2 separate regions of the Sus scrofa genome follow, and region 1 is linked to region 2. Evidence: chromatin contacts called from public Hi-C data. All regions are on one chromosome and are shown on one strand. The core of a region is the stretch at or near the end of the contact, and the rest is flanking DNA. Distances in the headings are between cores, read along the strand shown.

Region 1 (4,452 bases), core at 1,809-4,308, 58 kb before region 2:
ATTAGAACCCAGGAGCCTAAGCTGGGCCACTGTTCCTTCTACTCCAGAGACACTGAACAGCAAGGTGAGTCACAGAAGGACATCAACATTTCCCTTATTTGATTAAGCACCACTTCTGACCCATCACCCCAGACAGCAAGGCAGCTCGAAGCTCACAAGTCTCAAGAGATGCAGAAGTTTAAGGTGGCATTGCAAGGCAGAATCTAAAGACAGCCTGATGCCAGGGAAGTATGTTAAGTCACTGTAGGGGTGAGGGTTTGAGGGCCAGGAGTTGTGCCTTAAGGACCAAGAGGCTGTCCGAGGAGCCAAGCGCCCTGGAGAGCAGAGGCCTCTCTCTGCTAAGGGCCCCCATAACCCCTGCTCTTATGTGCAGGGAACAGAGACCCTCAAGGCCCTAAACAAAGTCCCTATGTAAATATTTGCATTTTCATCATATGAACTACACACATGCATCCCCCACTCCTATTTCTTACCCAACCACAAATTCCAGCACAAACTGAAACCTTAAGGCAATTTGTTTTTTAAGGTTTTCCCAGTATATTTTATCTACATCAGGAACACACAACCTTTCTCTGTAAGAGTGCAGATGGTACGTCTTTTAGGCTTTTCAGCTTTTCAGGTCATGCAGGCTCTTTCGCAAATACTCAACTCTGCCACCAAAGTGTGAAAGCAGTCAGACTATACGTCAAAGAGCAGCAGCGGCTGTGTTCCAATAAAACTGCCTTTACAGAAACAGGCCACAGTTGGGATCTGGCCAATAGGACATCACTTACTGCCCTCAGATCTCCTTCATTTCTCACCAGCTCTGCCCTTGATCCCCTAAATTTGCTATATTACTCCAGAGACAACTATCCTCAGATTAGCTTATTGCTCTAAACGAGTTATCTTTTTTTTTTTTTTTTTTTTTTTTTGGCCACACCCATGGCATGCAGAAGTTCCTGGGCCTGGATCAAACACTGGGAGGAAAGAGGTGAGCAAAGGACACTAACAATGGCCAACATTTGCCTGTCCCACCACCAAGTACTAAGACCATTAGAGAGAACATAAAAGCAGTGTTCCAAACTTTTTCTTCACACTTAAAGGATTCACCACTTCAACAAAAGAAGCAATGATTCTAGCATTCATTAAGACAGCTCCAAATGAAAGGAACCTGATGGAACTGACAAAGACACTGTGATAATGCCTCCTGGCAATCTGAACTTTGGATACAATTCTTGTGTTCATCTTCATAGTCATGCAGCAGCTCAACAAATTTCAATTTGGCCAGATTGATCTCAGCCCTATATAGAAGCATCTTCTGATGGTTCACCTTTACCAAGAAGGGACATTGGGTACATTTCCCAAACACAGAGAGCATTCCTTCAAAGTGCCACAGAATAGTATGATTTACGATGAGAGCTCCATTACTTTGAACACTTTAAGGCTGGAAGGAAATACAGGATAGGAAAGCCTTGACTCAAATTAAAAACAAACAAGCAACAACAAAAACAAAAAACCCAATTGTTAAGACTCGCCTGTTTTCACACACTAAAAAAATTTATATATTCCTTAAGAGTTCCTCAAGTTACCTGGAGAACATTCTATATTAAAGAGCTGAAAAGAGAACAGCACGTTAAAACCCTGGTGAGTTCTATGGAGCTCTCTTTAAATAAGTTTATTCAAAAGCCATCAATGAGCTTATTTTCTCTGAGCAGAAAGTGTTTTTTGCTTCCATCTCCCTACCTACCCTTAATATCGATGATTCATCACACGAGTTAAGCCTCAAACTGAAGTTGCAAAGAATTCCTAAAGGCATCGGTACTAAAATTAAGCGCCATGGGGAGTCAACTGTCAGTCTGCTCATCACTTCTGCTTTTTCTTACTTCCAGCGGCAGTAACTCAATGAGGGTTGATTTTCCATTTAGGCAAGGTGAGCAGAAAAGAAAAAAAGTATAAACCCCCCAAACTAGATATTGAACAGTGCTGCAACCAAAGCCATCAATCATTAATGCAGCTTTCCTAACCAAACAATAAATCCAAAAGATTTTTCTTTTTGCATTCTTATATTTATTGTGAAGTCAACTTTGAGGTAAAATGTATCAATAATAAAATGCACATCTTTTAAGTGTACAGTTCAATGAGTTTTGACAGATGTATGTGGCTGTGTAACCACTGTGCCAATCAAGCTTTTTCCACCACTCAAATGTCCCTGTGCCTCATCCAACCCATCCTTCCTTCCTCCACCCCACTCCCCTGCAGCCACTGCTCTGCTTTCAATTTGAATTTGTTTTTGCATTTAAAATCCTACCTATGGGTTTTGATTTAGGGGAAAGTAGCAATGTTCTGAGGGCACTTTCAGAAGCCCCAGGACCATGATTTTTGGAAATAAGGTGTTTATTCGATTCACAGAGAAAAGCCTAGAGTAACAAATACCTACCACAAATGCATTCATTGAAATACGTATTGAGTATGAGGCACTGTTCTAAGTCAGGGAGATCGAAAGAGAAAAAGATGAGGCCCATCTCTGCAAAGACAACCACGCCCATAAGGTCCCAATGCAGGGGGCGGGGGTGGGGGGGGGGTGTCGGATAGGAATGGAAAAAAAAGCCAGGAAAGATTTTTCAGGAAAAGCCGGCATTTTAACTTATGGATGAGGACACAGCACATGCGAAAACACAGAATTTTTGATGTAGCAGAAATAGGGATAGGGACCTGGAGCCTCCAGCAAGTGATCCAATGTCTCTGTAAAAGGTGACCATAACCGCACCTACCTCACAGGTTGTTCAGACTGAAATATGTGTGCACACCTAAAGCACTCAGAATGGTGCCTGCCACTCGGCTGGCTCTTCCAGGTACAATCCATAGCCCACGAGGCAAGAAAGAGAAGTTCAGGCCGCCACACAGGCCAGTGGGATTGAAGCAGTATTAACTAACCAACCAGCTAGGCATAGTCCCTCCCTTCACGCTCTGAGCTCTACAGAGAAGCAGATGACGAAACAAGTGGGGGTTAAAACATGACCTTGGCCACACTGTTCTAAAGTGAGACCAGAGGAAACATCTGGGCCCCAAAGCCAAACGGCACTGCCTCCTCCTTCCCCTTCTGGTCCTAATGATCAGAGCAGCTGTCCCCACAGGCTGGGAAAGGCCAGGTCACTAGGTGGCAGCAGGAACAGGGCATAACACAGGCCCCCAAGGAGGGGGGAGGGCGGGGGGGGATGGACACACAAGCCAAAGCAGGGCCTGTCCCTCCTCCATCCAATCCACAGCACTGAGAAAGGCCGAGGGCCCCATGGAAGACGTGAGATTCCAAGGAACAGAACAGTTGCCCCTCCCTTCCTATTACTCGGAGCCTGGATTCCACCCACTAGGTGACAGGGCTTGTGAAAACTTCGAAGAGAGGCATCCCAATCATAACTGCAGTATCACCATTATATTTAACCATTTTAAAGTGTATAATTCGGTGGAATTAAGTACATTCATAATGTTGTGTAAACCTCATCGCTATCTATTTCCAAAACTTTTTCAGCATCCCAGACAGAAACTCGGTAGCCATTAGGCAGGAACTCCCCACACTTCCGTCCCCCCAGCCCCTGGTAGCCTCTATTCTGTGCTTTGTCTCAATGAACTACCTATTCTAGGTACCTTGTGGAAGTAGAATCATACTGCACTTGCCCTTTGGAGTCTGGCCTGTTTCACTACAGGTGTTTTCAATGTCAGTTCATGGTAAAGCATGTATCAGAATGTATCCTTTTTATGGCTGAGTAATATTCCATTGTGCATTACTTTTAAAAGCTCCCCTGGAGCAGAGGGAATGAATTGGCAAGGGAAGGGAGGGCAAGGCTGGAATGAAGGCCGTGGGGGTGGAGTAAAAGGGAAGAGCAAACAAAGTGGACGTGGAGATTGGATGGAAGAAGAGAGCAAGGGAGGAATTGGAGAAAGATTCCCCCGTTTCTGTGTGGAGGTTACGTTTTTGAGGAATGCTGCTCCAATGAAATGCAGCCAGTGGTCTGGAGGTTACAGAGGAGGCCAATATGTTCTACATCTTGAAATTTTCTAACTACTGAAGTCTTAACTTCCACACGAAACTTAGACAACTATTGGGAAATATACTTTTATTTACATGAAGTTCTATCTCACCAAGTCCATTATTAGACCACAAAGAAATAGGTATTGTCATTAATAGGCCCTCTAGACAAATGGAGGTTGGGGGAAAAAGACGATGAATCACAAACTTTTAAGTTTATAGAGATTAAACCTGAACAGTGTTCTCATTCTTCTCACCTCTGAAAAGCTACAGTAAAATACTTGTAAAGGGTTATGTGGGGCCAGGCTAGAGCTGATTATTAGGTCATCACATTGTCAAATAAGGGCTTTCTCTAGGCCCACAGCCATTTCTTGCCTTGTAAATTCCTTCCTCACTCAACACCAAGCTGTGATGAGAGCATCAAGGCAGATTCACCAACTCTCCCTTTG
Region 2 (4,538 bases), core at 1,372-3,871:
AGAATCAACAACCTAAAGATAAAATGCAGACTGAGAGCCTAATGGCTCATGACTATATAAATGGAAACTTAACTAAAATTCCATTTTCTGTTCTCTTTCTGCTCCCCCAAAGCCCCACCCCCCACCCCCACTCCATCTCCCAGTAGCTTACTACTGGCAGGTCCCTCTTGATGTTGCAAACACCATTACAATGAAGAGATGGGGAGAGAGACATGATTTCATAAGGTTACTACATTTGACCAAGGTCCTGACTGAGCACTGGTCAAATTTATAATCAGCCTTACAAGGATTCCTTTTCAAGAAACGATATCCCATTTACAGAATGAAGCCAAAATGTATTACTACAGATAAGAAAGCAGACACACAACCGAACCCCACATTCAGATACAACTGCCTATGCATTTATTATATCAATGTTCCCATCAAAGGGAACCAGGAGGAATTTATAGGACACCAAAGGCAGCCTGCCCTCAATGGCTTCTTCCAAAGGAAGATTTAAAGTCATTTGCAATTTCTTTCTCTGAACCAGGAGTTTCAGCAGCCCCCATTCCTCCTCCTCTGTGATAAGAATGGATTGTGTGATGCAGAAAACACCCAAACAACCCCCGTGCAAACACCGGTGGCTCAGATGACCCAGAGACACCCAGGAGACTACCCAGATCATTGGGGGTTACCTGAATCTGTCACTGAATCCCTTTCACCCCCTTCTGCGTGATGACATCAAGTGGAAATGGTACGCGTTTAGGAGGAGAGAGGCTGACAAGCAGGAAGCACAATTGAGCCTGAGCTTTGTTCAGCCTGCAGTGAAATACACGCAGTAAGGGTTAGATACGTGCAGCAGAGAAATCCAAGCATCCTCTCTGGGCAGAACAGCGGCTGTGGAGTAAGTGCCCTGGGGGAGGTGGGAAGGCGGCGGAGGTGTGGCTGGCCCGCGGGCCGCGGAGGGGGCGTAACGCTTCCTAATTGTCTCCATAGGATAAATAACCATCACTCCCCCCGCCTCTTCTGCAGTCTCCCCAGCCTCCAAGTTATCCTCCGGAGGTAGAGCCCCTACTAGCAATGACAATCCCTCAGAAAAAAAGGAATACGAGAAGGCATAGAATAACATCTCGAGGCATACGCAAAATATACTAGGTAAACCAGGTTATGTGGGAATGCGCCCAGTCACCCGCCCATACAGACACACCAGCGGGGCGTTCGCCAGCAGCCTCATTTCCTTCGCCCCGGTCCGCCACCTCTTCAAGTCACCGTCACTCTGCTCTGCCAATTTCTCTACTCTCTCCAAAACCGTGTGGCGCGCCCCCCACACATCCCCCACCCTAGGCGGGATTGGGGACCGCCACCTCCCAAGGAGCGTCCCACGAGTCCAGTGCTTTGTCCTGCCGCTGCCCTTTCAGGAGCAGGCGCCCCAAGCGCGTGGGTCTGCACAAAAGACCCCCAACATCTCTTCCGCCACCGCCCCCTCTCCTTCCCAGAGAGGCCCATGGACCACAGAGGCAACTTCTAGGAGTGGGTAAGGAGCTCGACTACGGTCTTTAGAGGGGCTCATCCCGGAGGATACGCGGGTTTGGAGCTCAGCTGGGACGCGCGCGCGCACGAACGTGCACCCCAGGGGCGCGTGCGGCGCGGGCCCGAGACCAGCTCCCCAGGACTATAGCCCCAGGGGGCATCCGAGGACTCGGCCCAGCCCGCTACAGCGCCGCTCCCAGCCCCAGCCGCCAGCCCAACTCCGCCCGCGCTCGGGAGAAAAGCAACTCCAGGGACCACCTCCCCCGAGCCTTAGGGCTGCCCCGCCGCGCTCCGCGCTGCCCTTCCCGGGACCCCTGCGGCCCTGCCACTCTCCTCCAGGTTCAAAAGACACCCCCCCCCCAAACACTAGGCGGCACCTCCCCTTTCCCGCTTCCCTGGCTCCGGGTGCGGCCGCCATGGGGGCGCAGACATCCCTTCGCGCCCTTCCAGCAACCCGCGACCCCGGAGGGACAGAGAGGAGAAACAAACCGAAACTCACCAACCTCCCTCTGCAGCGGTCTCGGGTGCTTGCTACAGAGGCAGCGACAGCGGTAGCATCGCCGGGTGGTCCCAGCGCGCCGGCCACCGGCTCTGCTAGACTCGCGCAGCGGGCTGCCGGGCGGGCGCGAGGAGCGCGGCGGCAGCGCCTGCAGCCCCAGCTCCCTGCTCGGCCCCTCGGGAGGCGGCCCACCTGCCCGGGCGCCCTCCGCGCTCCCGGTCGGACACCGCCGCCAGGCGCTTGGCTCCAGGAGGGAGCTTTTTGTGTCACCGCCCAGACTCGGGCACCGAAATGGGTGGGGGCGGGAGGCCGGGCTCCGCCGCCCGCGGCACCGCCTCTCCCCGGCGGCTCCACCTCCTCCTCCTCCCTCTCCTCCCAAGCCCGCCCCCTCCCAGCGCTTGTCCGGGACATCTATCTGTCTGTCTTGAATAGCAGATCACCTCCAGACTGAGGAGCTGCATACCTTCCTCATGCGCTCCCTGGCCTTGCCCCCAAGTGCCTAACCTCTGCCGGGACCTCGACGTTGTCTTTTCCAAGGCGCGCGAGTGGGACCTGAGCTGGAATCAGGTGTGACAGGAGGCCGAGCTCAGCAGGCAGGAGGGCGGGGCTGAGGCGAGAACCGTGGCTGGCGGGGACCGTCAGCAGCTCAGGACTTGGGGACCGATCGAGGGGGCTGTTGAGATCCTTTCCAGAAGACGCCCTGGATCCGCGTCACGTCTGGTACTTTCTGGCTGCCCCTAAGAGTTCACGTGGTCCGGGCAGGGCGGGGTCCTGCTTTGGCGGAGGAGAGGAAGGGACTGAAGCCTGAATGACACCCCACCGCCTGGCTCTCTAGGATGGGGTGCAGGGAGCAGGAGTGCAGGGAGTGTTGCCCTGAGGGTTATATGGCAGTGCGAACCATAGGGGACCTCAGGACCGACCCTCTTCTCCACCTTGAAACCTAATTCCTACCTTAGGGACATACTTAGAATGCGTAGTTCCTCCAAGAAAATCTAGACGTGCCTCTTGTGTCAACTGCAAAATAGAGTGGAGGAGGAAGGTCGCTGGTATAGGATATGGTTTCCATGCACTCCGTTGCCTTCCTACAGAATTTCTATTCAGAGTGAAAACTCGAAAGTCTATTCGAGTAGGGCTATGGTAAAGTTAAGCCTGCCAGCTCTCCTGGGTCCAGAACCAGGGTTCAAGCAGCAAAGCATGCAGCCTCTGCAGGCTGCTGGAATAGAGCTGTCTTTCTGTCCTACAGTCTTGCCCACAGGGAAGGAAATCCCATTCTAACCTCTCTGGATAGCTCATTGAAGCGCTTCTGCCAGATAATGAAACCGAAACAGAAACCCTATGAACCACAGGGCCGCCGGCGGCGGGCGGCAGGGGGCAGGGAATTGGGGGGAATGTGACCTACCACGATTCACAATGTACTCAACTGACCTCCTTGACTTGGCCCTCAAATAAAACCTATTAATAGTGTTTCCAAATGTGCTGTCACTCAGCACACACACAAATCGGCAACCAAGAAACAAAAAGCTTGATGAGTGTCACTCCTCTCTAGGATCCCAATTAAACACTTTAGTGTTGGCCTCTGAAGGTGTATCTGTCCTCTATCGGGCCCCTGGCAGGAGTGAAAGCTCTATGTCTGTTTTAAAAGCAGATTTAGAAGTTCCCTCCGTGGCCTAGTGGTTAAGGAATCCGACTAGTAACCCTGAGGTTGCGGGTTCCATCCCTGGACCCGCTCAGCGGAATCCGGTGTTGCCATGAGCTGTGGTGTAGGTCACAGGTGCGGCTTGGATCCTGCATTGCTACAGCTCTGATTAGACCTCTAGCCTGGGAACTTCCATATGTGGAGGGACCCACCCTAGAAAAAAAGGCAAAAAGACAAATAAATAAAAGCAGATTTATATTCTTGAGGTAGAAGACTTCAAGAGTCTTTCTCTTCAACCACAGCTTTAGGGCACACACACACAAAAAAAATTACTGTTGTTTTAAGGAGAAGCCAATGAGAATATTGATGTTGACCAGGGGTCTGGAATAGGATGATGAGTTACAACGCACCAAGATATGACTAGAAAGGTTTAGCCTAGAAATATTCTCATTATACAAGAGTGACTTTAAAGACTACTTTTGAGAAGCTACTTTCAGAAATCAATAATTGTGTCAAAATGTTTAAAATCTCTCTTTTCACCTGCTTTTTAAACAACTCTTTGGGAGAATTCAAGCATTCATCATGGTGTGGGGTAAACTCTTCCACCCTTAGTCATTCATTCCCACTGGCTGGTATTTTAATTCACATGGCATCATGGGTGTTCTGTCTTCTGTCCAGTCTTGTAAAGCTGTCACACAGAGAAGGTTAATTAACTCAGACAGACTGGAATAGGCAGGTCTTAAGATTAGTTGGGGGGCAGCACAGGGCAGGCAGCAACAGTTTGAATCAGGGAAGATACAGGCAACAACTCGTCTGAACAGATTCTTCAGTGAGACAATTCCAGGAGCAAGGCAGCAGCTGGGAGCAGGCGGTGTTCAGAGCTGCAAGCAGGCG

What was found. Hi-C and Micro-C count contacts between places; a contact is called where the count stands out from the background.
Region 1: a Hi-C map of skeletal muscle shows a contact between it and region 2, with 2.7 times the contacts expected there. The contact joins the enhancer-like site here to the promoter of RNF152 in region 2. A contact is called at or near these places in 1 of 5 promoter capture datasets (skeletal muscle), 4 of 47 Hi-C or Micro-C datasets (heart right ventricle, psoas muscle, retroperitoneal adipose tissue and 1 more) and 1 of 2 datasets of contacts at active chromatin or transcription factors (skeletal muscle).

The regions. Positions count from the first base shown.
Region 1 is chr1:159,587,502-159,591,953 of Sscrofa11.1, reverse strand. All of the region lies in intron 1 of RNF152 (ring finger protein 152), which reads right to left. Among named protein-coding and RNA genes, the nearest start is that of RNF152, 59 kb to the right of the region's middle. Within about 2 kb of position 3,058, at least 5 of the 83 cell types and tissues checked have an H3K27ac peak or open chromatin away from gene starts, as enhancers often do. A contact at or near this core is called in skeletal muscle, where this site is marked.
Region 2 is chr1:159,528,706-159,533,243 of Sscrofa11.1, reverse strand. RNF152 (ring finger protein 152) reads right to left here and starts at 2,621. Exons shown (of 2, transcript NM_001244578.1): 1 at 2,472-2,621.